2 separate regions of the Sus scrofa genome follow, and region 1 is linked to region 2. A link is a contact called in public HiChIP or PLAC-seq data. All regions are on one chromosome and are shown on one strand. The core of a region is the stretch at or near the end of the contact, and the rest is flanking DNA. Distances in the headings are between cores, read along the strand shown. Region 1 holds the start of HDAC10 (histone deacetylase 10). Region 2 holds the start of SBF1 (SET binding factor 1).

Region 1 (5,109 bases), core at 2,367-4,866, 170 kb after region 2:
GAGCGGTGGTGTAGGCCACAGGTTGCAAATGCAGCTCTGATTTGACCCCTGGCCTGGGAACTTCCCTATGCTGCGGGTGCAGCCCTGAAAAGACCAAAACATAGAAGTAGCTGAAAGATGAAAGGGAGGGCATTCCCGGCAAAGGCTCTGCACAGAGAGGAGAGGGATTTTGGTTGGAACTCGCAGGGAGGTGGCTCCAGGCTCAGGACAGCCACGGGCACGGGGCTGCTCCCAGCCCCCGGACCTGCCAGCCTGCCCCCTGCCCTCTGGGCCAGAGACTGGGTCACCCTGGAGCCCCTTGGCACCCACTCCCCAGGCCTCAGCTCCTACCCCTTGAATCTCCTTGCTTGTCTCTGCCCCTTCCAGGAGCCCTCCCACCTGAGCAGCTGCACACCCCCTCGTCCCACAAGCAGGATAAGGTCCACTCCAGGCAGCGCCTCAGCCTTCCTCGCTAGCCCTCCCATGTCCCCCCCACCCCCGCCCTCTGAGCCGTTCAGCCCCCACTCCACTTCTGCTGCACCCCCAGGCTTTGCGTCAGCCGTCCCCCTAGACCAAGGACCCCTCCTCATCTCTGAGGGCTGCCCGGGCCTGCTCAGTCTGAGGCTGGGCTCAGGAACACCTGCCCAGGTCTCCAGCCTCCTTCGTGCTGGAGTGGGCCTTGTCCATCTCCACCGCAGCAGGGCAGGTGTCCTCTCGGCTGCAGGACCCGCCGGGGGAGCAGGGATGTCTGCGGGAGCAGCCTGTGCCCTTGGAGCTGTGGTGCTGGCTGCCATGGTCCTAGACCCCATGCTGCCTCTGCCTCAGACCCGCGCTGGGGTCCTGCGCGTGGGGGAGGGTGGGGCTGGGCGGGTGGTGGTTCTCCAGCTGTGCCGCTCGGCGTCATTGGATTCTCAGTGCCACCCGCAGGGGTTCTGCCCTTATTGGTGCTGTGTTTTTTGCTTTTAAGTTTTCTGTTGCTAAAAAAGGTAGCCCCAAACCACAGGCCACAGGATCCCTCCTGCGGTCCAGCCACAAAGCGTAGTAAGAGTTTCTGCTTTGACTGCAGACTATGGTAGATACGTGACTGTTTGTGGCTGAGCCCCTGGTCAGGGATGCAAATTCACCCCGTCCTGTTCCCCTGGGAGAAGCCAGCCCCACAGCAATGTCCTCTCCATACAAACTTTCTCTGCGCGCCCCGGCTTTTGCTCCAGGGTCAGATGACGGGCCTGGGAGGCACCCCGTGGGGGAGGAGCCACAGGGGCACCTGCTCTAAAGGCACAGTCCTTCCCAGCTGGGCCTGGGGAGTACCAGTGGTCTCCAAACGGGTGCTTCCAGGACTGGGGGAGGGACCCGCTGGGGCAGGCTGAACAGAGCCGGCCTGTCCCTTCCAGCAGGAGCACAGGCAGGGAGGTGGGCGCTGCAGGTTGTTGGGGGGGCTTCACACTCATCTGGAAGCTGGAGTGTGCCCTGCTGCAACCTTGAGCAGCCGTGCCGGTGAACACTGTTTCACCTTCCTGGGTCATCTTCCGCTCACAGGCAGGCTGCGGGGCCAAGGGCAATCTAGGGGCCGTGGGTAGGGGGACAGTCCCTGTGGCTGGCCACGGGTGGGCTGAAAGTGGCTGTGACTTAGGATGCCCCTGCACGTGTGGGACAAAGGAGCCCACCTGCTGACCTCTGACCCTGTCGTTTTTAGGGGTGGGGAGCCCCTAGGTCAGTGGCTCAAAGCCTGTGCCCTGGGCCTGGGAGCTCTCCCCACCCCCACTCCCACCCTCACCCTGAGTGGAACCCCACGGGACTTCTGGCTGGTCGGGGTGAGCACCAGGGAGCTGGGCCCGGGGCTTCGTCTTGGTGGCTGGCGACCATCTCAGCAGGGATGGTGTGAGGGGAGCTGTCTGAGGGCTGAGGGGCCCCGTCTCGCGTAACTCTGTCACTCCCACCCTGCCCCAGGTGTCACGTATAAAGAGGTGCTCAGCTTCAAGCCTCCCCAGCAGCTGGGGACCAAGGTCTCCAAGGAAACGGCCCTGTGAAGACCCCTGGAACCTGGCTGGGGCTTCCCCCTGGAAGGGCCGTCCTGGTTTCCCCTGTGGCTTTGGCTGGGGCTCGTGTCCTGGGAGTGCCCTCGTTCCCTGGAGCCCCTCCCACAAGCTTGTTCTCCTGCTCTCAGGCCCCACCTCAGCCTCTCCTTGGAGGAGCACCTGGCCTTTTTGGACGGGATGCCCACCTGACCTGGGGCTGGCCTCTGGCCCCCTGAGCAGTGGTCTGCTCCTCCAGGGTGCAGCAAGAAGCCTCGGAGCCTGTGAGGGGGGAGGGGTTTAGGGTCGAGGCCTGGCTTATGCCATTGCTGAGAGGAAGGACAGGGAGGGCACAGGTGATGACTCAGGGACACCTCTGCATCCCCAGCCTGGAATGTACATCGGCCACGTGGCGTGGCCACTCGGCTGGAGGAAATAAACCCTTTCTCTCTCCTGCTCTGCCTCGCCTGCTGATTCTTGGGGTAGGTCTTCAGCTTTAGGTTTTTGAGCTGCAGCCCCGTGCAGAGTATGGAGGCTGGCCTGGGAGCCTTGGGCCATCCTGAGCCACTGGGGACCCCTTCCCTCCCAGGTCACAAAGCTGGTGCACCCCATCCTGTGCCATGAGCCCCAAGTCTGGAGCCCCCACCTCACGGCCTGGCTCTGCCCCTCTTGTAGGGTGGCTTTCCTCTAAGATCCTGGAGCCGGAGGCTGACGGGGGCGGGTGTGTGTGTGTGTGTGCATGTGTGTGTGTGTGTGTGTGTGTGTCAGGGTTCAACGTGGATCTCGGCTCCAGATGTTAGGACTCCCTGCACTCTCCAAGGCCAGGCTTTGGGGGGTGGTCACAGTAGACCCCTCCAGGCACCTCTGGTGTCTTGAGACGCCTGTGCCTTAGCAGAAAACTAGGTTCGGTGTTTTTTTTCCTGCCCTTTGCCGGGCCATGCCCCACCACCATCAGTGAGCCACCGCTGCTGTCTGCCCGCTGTTCCTCCTCTGAGGGCTGGCAGCTGGGTTACTGGCCACCCTTGGGCTTTGCCTTGGCTCCTCCCACCTGCTCTCCTGGCAGGTGCACGTGAAGCCGGGCTAGGCCTGCTCCTTTCTCCCGGCTTGGGACTCAAATGGACGCACAGTTGATCCAGCCAAATCCGGTCCGAGGAGCTGCCACAGTGGACACCGGCCTTCTCTGCCCAGGAGGCCTCTTGTGCCTCTGACGGAGCCCGGCCCAGACCCTCGGCTCTCAGCGACCCCGGCTGGCCCGTCTGCCGCAGGCCCCGCCTTCGAGGGCATGTACTCAGGAAGGCAAGTCAGCACCTGCTTCCTAGCCGCCAAGACAGCCAGGACGGTGGCGATGTACGCGGGGCTGCGGGCCACGGGCAGCGGGGCCCTGTCAGGGCCTCCTTCTGCATCCATCTCACGGTGGAGAGCTTCCCTGTAGGGAGGGCCACGGCGGCTGAAGAACGCGACTACGGCCACTCTGGCTCCCAAGGTCCCGCCTCCAGGACCCTAGGCCCCGCCTCCAGGACCCTAGGCCCCGCCTTCAAGAGACCCGCCCTCGGGGCTCCGCCTCCAAGGCCAGGACCCCGCCCCCGGAGCCCTTTCAGGTCCTGGGCGACCCGTTTCCTTCTGTCTAAAGATGTTGCTCTGGGCTGTGCCCGCGCCTCCTCCATTGCGGCCTCGTTCGTTCACTCACTGCTGCAGCCCTAGCCCAAACCCTCCCTCTGTCGGCCTCCGCGCCGCCTTCCCCCGCGCCGTGCCGCTCCCGTCCAGCTTCTCTGCACAGCCCTGACCCTCCGACTCGTCCACTTTCTGGCCAGGGGTCTTCCCGGAGCTTACATCGGACACGCTCCTCCTCTCTGGATCCTCGGGGGGCAGCGCTGCGCTGCAGCCCGCGCTTCGCTAAGCCCCGGGCAAGGGTCCTCCTCCTCGTGGCCTGCCCGCCCAGCTCTTCCCTGAGCCCCGGCCGGGGGCTCTAGGGCGGCTCTGGGCGCGATGGGCTACTGACGTGTCCGACCAGCGGTCTGCGCGGTCAGAGTGGGCCTGGGAGAGGCTTGGGGCGGAGGGGCAAGGACCCGCGCGGGGCTGCCGCGTGGGCACAGCGTGCAGGTGGGGCCGCCGCGACAGTCCGCAGGAGCCTGGGCCTGCTGGCTCTCGGTCCTCGCGCCCTTCCGCTCCCACCTCTGCAGGAGCACCACGGCCCGCGGGGCGCCGCCCGCGGCCGGAGCAGGAGGTGGAGCCGCGGCTGGCGGGCAGGGCCCCGGCGCCGGCCCGGCGGTCCGCGCCGCGCGGGGGCGGGGCTTGCGGCAGCCGGAGGCGGGGCGGTTCCAGGTCCCAGGACGAGGAAGCCGGAAGCCGAGTCCCAGAGACACCTTGTCAACCCTTCCCCGCTGGGGCCTGCGGCCTCCTTCCCGTCTGTGCCCGCGGCCCCGGCCCCAGGCGTTGGGCTGCAGAGTGGGACGGGCAGTGCCCTCACCTGCCTGTGAGCGGTAGCGTCCTGCCCAGCCCGCAGAGGACGGCCCCAGAGTGAACGCGGCCGGGCCATGGGGACCGCACTGGTGTACCACGAGGACATGACGGCTGCGCGGCTGCTGTGGGACGAGTAAGTGGGACCTGGCCGAGGGGGGGTCGCGGAGGGCTCCGGGCTCTGAGCTCCCTGTCCATTCAGCCCCGAGTGCGAGATCGAGCGTCCTGAGCGTCTGACCACAGCTCTGGAGCGCCTGCGGCAGCGCGGCCTGGAGCAGAGGTGCCTGCGGCTGGTAGCCCGAGAGGCCTCGGAGGCGGAGCTGGGCCTGGTGCACAGGTCAGGTCCGCGGGGGACCGCCTGCCCCGAGCATTCCTGCGAGGACCTGGGCCTGCCCCAGCCGGCCAGTGCCTCCTCCACACACCTCACTTTCACCACGGGATGGGTGGGTGAGGGAGAAATGAGGTGGGCAGTCCCATTGGGGTCCAGGCGCCCTTCCTCCGTCCGATACCTGCTCCTCCTGGTGACCCTGCCTTGCCGCCTGCCTCTCTGCAGCCCCGAGTACGTGGCCCTGTTGCGGGGAACCCAGGCCTTGAGCACTGAGGAGCTCCAGGCCCTATCCAGACAGTTCGACGCCGTCTACTTCCATCCGGTGCGTGCCCT
Region 2 (4,564 bases), core at 1,816-4,315:
CCTTTTGCACCCTGGACCCAGCTCCAGGGACATCGTAGGAGCCAGAGAGACCACCCGTGCCCACTTGCTGGCTGGGGCAGGGAGGGCCCTGACAAGGGTCAGCTGATTTAACCCAGTGTGACCAACACCAGGTGTGTTTTGGGAGCAGGAGACACATTTGAGCTGACCAGATGGCCGAGTGCCTATCTGCCAGGGAGGGGGCTGGACCACTCCTGGTGCTGGGGTATTGTCCCCCAGCATCTGAGAGGAAGCCTGCCATCCCATGGCCTAGCCTCTCTCAGTCCTGCCTGAGCTGAGCTGGCCGCATTCCTGGGCCCATCTCCTCTCCCCACCCATGTTCCTGCCCTCCCTCTGGAGCAGGTTGGGGCTGTTTGGGACGGCCTCAGCGGGCGCCCAGCCCCACCCTGGGAGCCCGAAGGGTCCAAGGCCTTGGATCAGAGCCAGTCTAGTCTGTGGGGGAGGCTGTAGCCCCTCTGCACTTGTCCTGCACGGTAGCTGGGAGGGGCCTGTGTGTTGAGGTTTGGGTGGGTGAGGCGGCGGAAGGTGCTGGGCTGGTCTCAGGGCCTGTGCGCCGGGTGCGTGCAGGGGCGGGCACAGGAGGCTGCCATCCTCCCTCGCCTCTGCCCACAGCACATGCTGGCCTGGGCCAGCCCAGGCATCGGAGCCTGGCACTGGTGACGGCGCTGCTGGCGGGTGACAGACGCGAGCTCTGTGTTCTCCCCCACGGGCCTGGCTGTGGGGATGTGGATGCAAGAGGAAGCTCTTGTCCCCATCTGTGTCTCAGGGGACCCGGTGCCCTTCCTCCTAGGGCCCCCAGAGGCCCACCCCGTGACACACAGGCGTGCTGGTTGGATCAGTCCTGTCACTGTGAGGTGGGGGGGGGGTGTCCCCTCTTGTCTGCCCCAAGGTGGGGCAGGGGATTCAGTTGCCATAGGTCCCTCCATGGCTCCCAGGGCTCAAGGTGGGGGTGGGAGGACACTGGGAGATGTGGCAGAGTCCCTGACCCCACCCCCAGGATGCAGGCCCGCAGCCAGGTTGCAGCCTGGCCTCTGTTGGCACAGACCTGGGGTGTGGGCAGGGGTCTCAGAGAAGGGTGGAGGACGTGGGCTGGGTGCGCCCTGGCAGGCGGAGCTGCGTGTCCTTCTGTGCCCTGGGGCCCCGGAAGCTCCCTCTACTTCCTACTGAGGAGCCTGTTTGCTTGTGGGGTGTGAGTGGGGCTGGGTGTGGGGGGATGGTGGTGTGTGCGTTCGGCAAGCCAAGCCCTCACTGGCCCAGGTCTGTGCCAGGCGCAGGTGCAGCGTTGGATACAGGGACTTGGCTTCTTGCTCGTGGAGCTTCTGTCTGGCCCAGACGGCCAACGGGCGCACCAGGAGTCACGGGAGGGTGTGGTAGAGGGTAGGAGGTTCTTGGGGTCCCACTGCGTGCCCCAGGCTTGGGCAGGGTGCAGAGAGCTGGCTAGAGGAGGCGACAGCTTTGGGTTGAGACCTAAGGGCCTAGTTTGGGACATGGTGGATCCGAGAAGGAGCTGGCGGGGGAAGGCCCGCTTGCCCGCTCGCGCCCGCCTCCGTGCGCAGCTGGGACAGCTCCAGGAAAGCCTTCGCTTGCTCTTTGGAAGGTGGAGCTGCGTGCTGGGAGTTGACTTTCACACCATGAATGGGGTAGGGTGGGTGAGCCGTGGACAAGACACTTCTCTGTGGGGAGAGTCTGCGGAGAGTAGCCCCCCAAAGGCCACCTGTCCCCCGGCTTTGGGAGGGAGGCTGTGGTGCAGAGGCTGCTGTCCCCATCCGCCCTCTCCTCCTCTTCCTTCCTCCCCCTGCTGCCTCGTGGCAAGAACTGGGTGAGCCCTGGGTGCCAGCCAGGGCCGAATGGAGATGGTGGTTTGGGGCCGCACACAAGGCAGCCTTTGGGGGAGTCGTCGAGGGAGGAGCCAGGTTCAGGGGAGCAAGCCGAGGCCTGTTGAGGGTGGCTCTTGCGGGTGAACCTGGGGGGACCCTGGGGTCTTCCTGTGGGGGGGGGTGTGGCACCAGCAGACACCTGTCCTCCCCCCATCTCCTCTGTCTGCCACCTTGTCTCAGTGTCAGTGGTGGGAGGGGGAGGGGAGCAGGAAGCTGAGGTTTTGTGAGTCAGAGTCAGGCCGGCACCCTCCCCCCAGCCGGCGGCAACCTGCCTGCTGTCCACCGACCGCCTGGTGTTGCCTCCATGATCGTGGAGGGAGGGTGGGCTCCTACGATGGCAGCTCCTCTGCCTTCCGGGGCCTGGGCAGTGTGTGCTGTCGGCTGCTCAGGCCTAGGCCTGTGCCCAGGCCTCCAGCTCTGTCTGAGGCTCCTGGGCCCATTCAAGTCGCAGGTGGACCAGACTGCTGGTCAAGGGACCTCATCTGCCAGGTCCTCAGGCCGCTGGAGGTGGCCGTCTGGGCCTCGGGACAGAGTCTGTCCCCTTTACCTGCCTGCTCTGCTCTTCTGCCTGCGGAGATTAGGGGGAGGCTTTGGTCTGTCCTCCTTGAGCTGCCGGCGGGGGCTGGAGGAAGAGCCTTCATCCTCCCCAGGCCTGTGAGGGGACTGCTTACCCGACTTGGCTCCATGGAGAGTGAGCAAGAGACAGGGCCCCAGCTGGTCCTGCTGGTAGGGACTGGACATGGGGAAGCAGATGCATGGGGGCTTAATGGGCCCTGTGGCTTCAGGGAACGGAGGGGTCCCTGGGGACGCCGGGAGGGAGCATGCTGGGGATGCAGCAGGCTGTGGGCACTGGCAGGGGCCCAGGGCTGCACACGGCCACCTGGTCTGTGGCTGTGTGCATGCCGAGGCCTTGCAGGCGGGAAGCAGGCCTGTGTGCCACCACCTTCAGTCCTTCCTGCCCTCTGCCATCCTCAGGCTGTCTTCTGGGACCTTTGCTGGTCCTGTCTCTGAGGCAGTGGGGACAAGCAGCAGTCTGCAGCCACAGGCACAGGTGGCCTCCCCCCAACTCAGGCAGCAGGAGTGAGACCTGCACCTCTCAAGTGAGCTCAGGGCTGGGGGTGAGGCAGAGGCTGGGAGCAGGAGGAGATTCATGGCAGCCTGTCCACTGTCATGGTGCTAGCAGGTCAGGAGGTCATGGGGGCTGAGTGCCTAAGCTGGGGGTTGCCAGAGGGGCAGGGGCTGGCACACTGGCGTGGGTTCTGGCTGGGGATGTTGCCGCAGCGGAGGGACCCAGGAGTCAGGGAGCGGGAGCAGGGAGTGCTCTCCACCCTGGGCTGGCACGTCTGTGCTCTTGGTGTCCAGCCCCACAGCAGGGGCTTCTCTCTGTGCCCTCTGGTGGCCTCGGGAGCCGGGGCTGGTCTGGTGCCCGCAGAGGGCCAGGGACCTGCCGTGTCTCCACACGGTCCTTGGGGTTCCCAACCTGCCGCCCGGGAGGTGGGAGGTGGCTGGTGCTCTGAGTGGCTTCTGTCTTCAGGGAGTGGGGAAGGCCAGGGCCAGATCCTGCAGCGCTTCCCGGAGAAGGACTGGGAGGACAACCCATTCCCCCAGGGCATCGAGCTGGTGAGTGGGGTGCTCCCCGGGGGGTGGGGGCAGGGCAGCAGCTTGGCACTTGTCCCTGGTGCCAGCCCTCACTGGGTCCTCGGATCCGTCAGCCGCATTGGAGGGCAGAGGGCGGGTGGCGCAGGCTTGGCTGGCCAGGTGCTTGTCGTGTCCTGTTGTCCCTCCCTTGTGGCAGTGGGGACCCCACACGGTGAGGCCCCCACACGGGGAGGCCAGAGGCTGTTTTTGTGGGGTGGGGGCCGCGTGCAGGAGGCAGGGCCCGTGGGCGGTGGAGCTCGGTGCTGGACCTGGCGTCCGGGCCCTGGCTGCAGTCCCCGGAGGGCGGGGGGCTGGGGGAGCTGACTGCTGCCCCTCCCTCCCCATAGTTTTGCCAGCCCAGCGGGTGGCAGCTGTGTCCTGAGAGGAATCCACCGACCTTCTTTGTTGCTGTCCTCACCGACATCAACTCCGAGCGGCACTACTGCGCCTGCTTGACCTTCTGGGAGCCCGCGGAGCCCTCGCAGGTCAGCCTGCCTGGGGCTGAGTGTCCGGCTGTGGCCGACTCCCTCTGCCCTGTGTGTCTCCCTGTCCGTGTCTGGTCCCGGAGCCCCAGGCTCGTGGAGGCCAGAAGGGCCAGTGCTGAGTCCTGACGTCTGTCCCCAGGAAGGGGTGTGCCCTGGGGACACCGAGAGGGCGGAGGAAGCAGATGAGGGAGTGCCACCATCACCCGCAGCGGCTGGCTCGCCCGGCCAGCTCTTTGCTCCGAAGACGCTGGTCCTGGTGTCTCGACTGGACCACGCAGAGGTGTTCAGGGTGAGGCGGGCAGCCAGGGCTCGAGGCAGGACGCGGGGTGCTCTCGCCGGCCGCGCCGTCACCCGCACGTCTGTGGTCCTTGCAGAACAGCCTCGGTCTCATCTACACCATCCACGTGGAGGGCCTGAACGTGGGCCTGGAGAACGTGGTCGGGAGCCTGCTGACCTGCATCATCCCCCTGGCCGGGGGCTCACAGGTGGGTCGTGGCGGCTGCTGTCCACTGCAGCCTTGGGGCCCCCGGGTGCCCGCGGCGTGGG

What was found. HiChIP or PLAC-seq counts read pairs in DNA pulled down with a chosen protein or histone mark.
Region 1: a contact with region 2 is called in an H3K27ac HiChIP or PLAC-seq map of alveolar macrophages. The contact joins the promoter of HDAC10 here to the promoter of SBF1 in region 2. A contact is called at or near these places in 1 of 47 Hi-C or Micro-C datasets (embryonic fibroblasts) and 1 of 2 datasets of contacts at active chromatin or transcription factors (alveolar macrophages).

The regions. Positions count from the first base shown.
Region 1 is chr5:435,526-440,634 of Sscrofa11.1, forward strand. HDAC10 (histone deacetylase 10) reads left to right here and starts at 3,617. Exons shown (of 17, transcript XM_021091340.1): 1 at 3,617-4,584; 2 at 4,651-4,785; 3 at 5,002-5,098. The coding sequence starts at 4,526. MAPK12 (mitogen-activated protein kinase 12) reads left to right here. Exons shown (of 12, transcript NM_001025224.2): 12 at 1,927-2,445. The coding sequence ends at 2,006.
Region 2 is chr5:263,450-268,013 of Sscrofa11.1, forward strand. SBF1 (SET binding factor 1) reads left to right here and starts at 3,066. Exons shown (of 41, transcript NM_001206370.1): 1 at 3,066-3,078; 2 at 3,430-3,515; 3 at 3,881-4,018; 4 at 4,158-4,307; 5 at 4,393-4,503. The coding sequence starts at 3,066.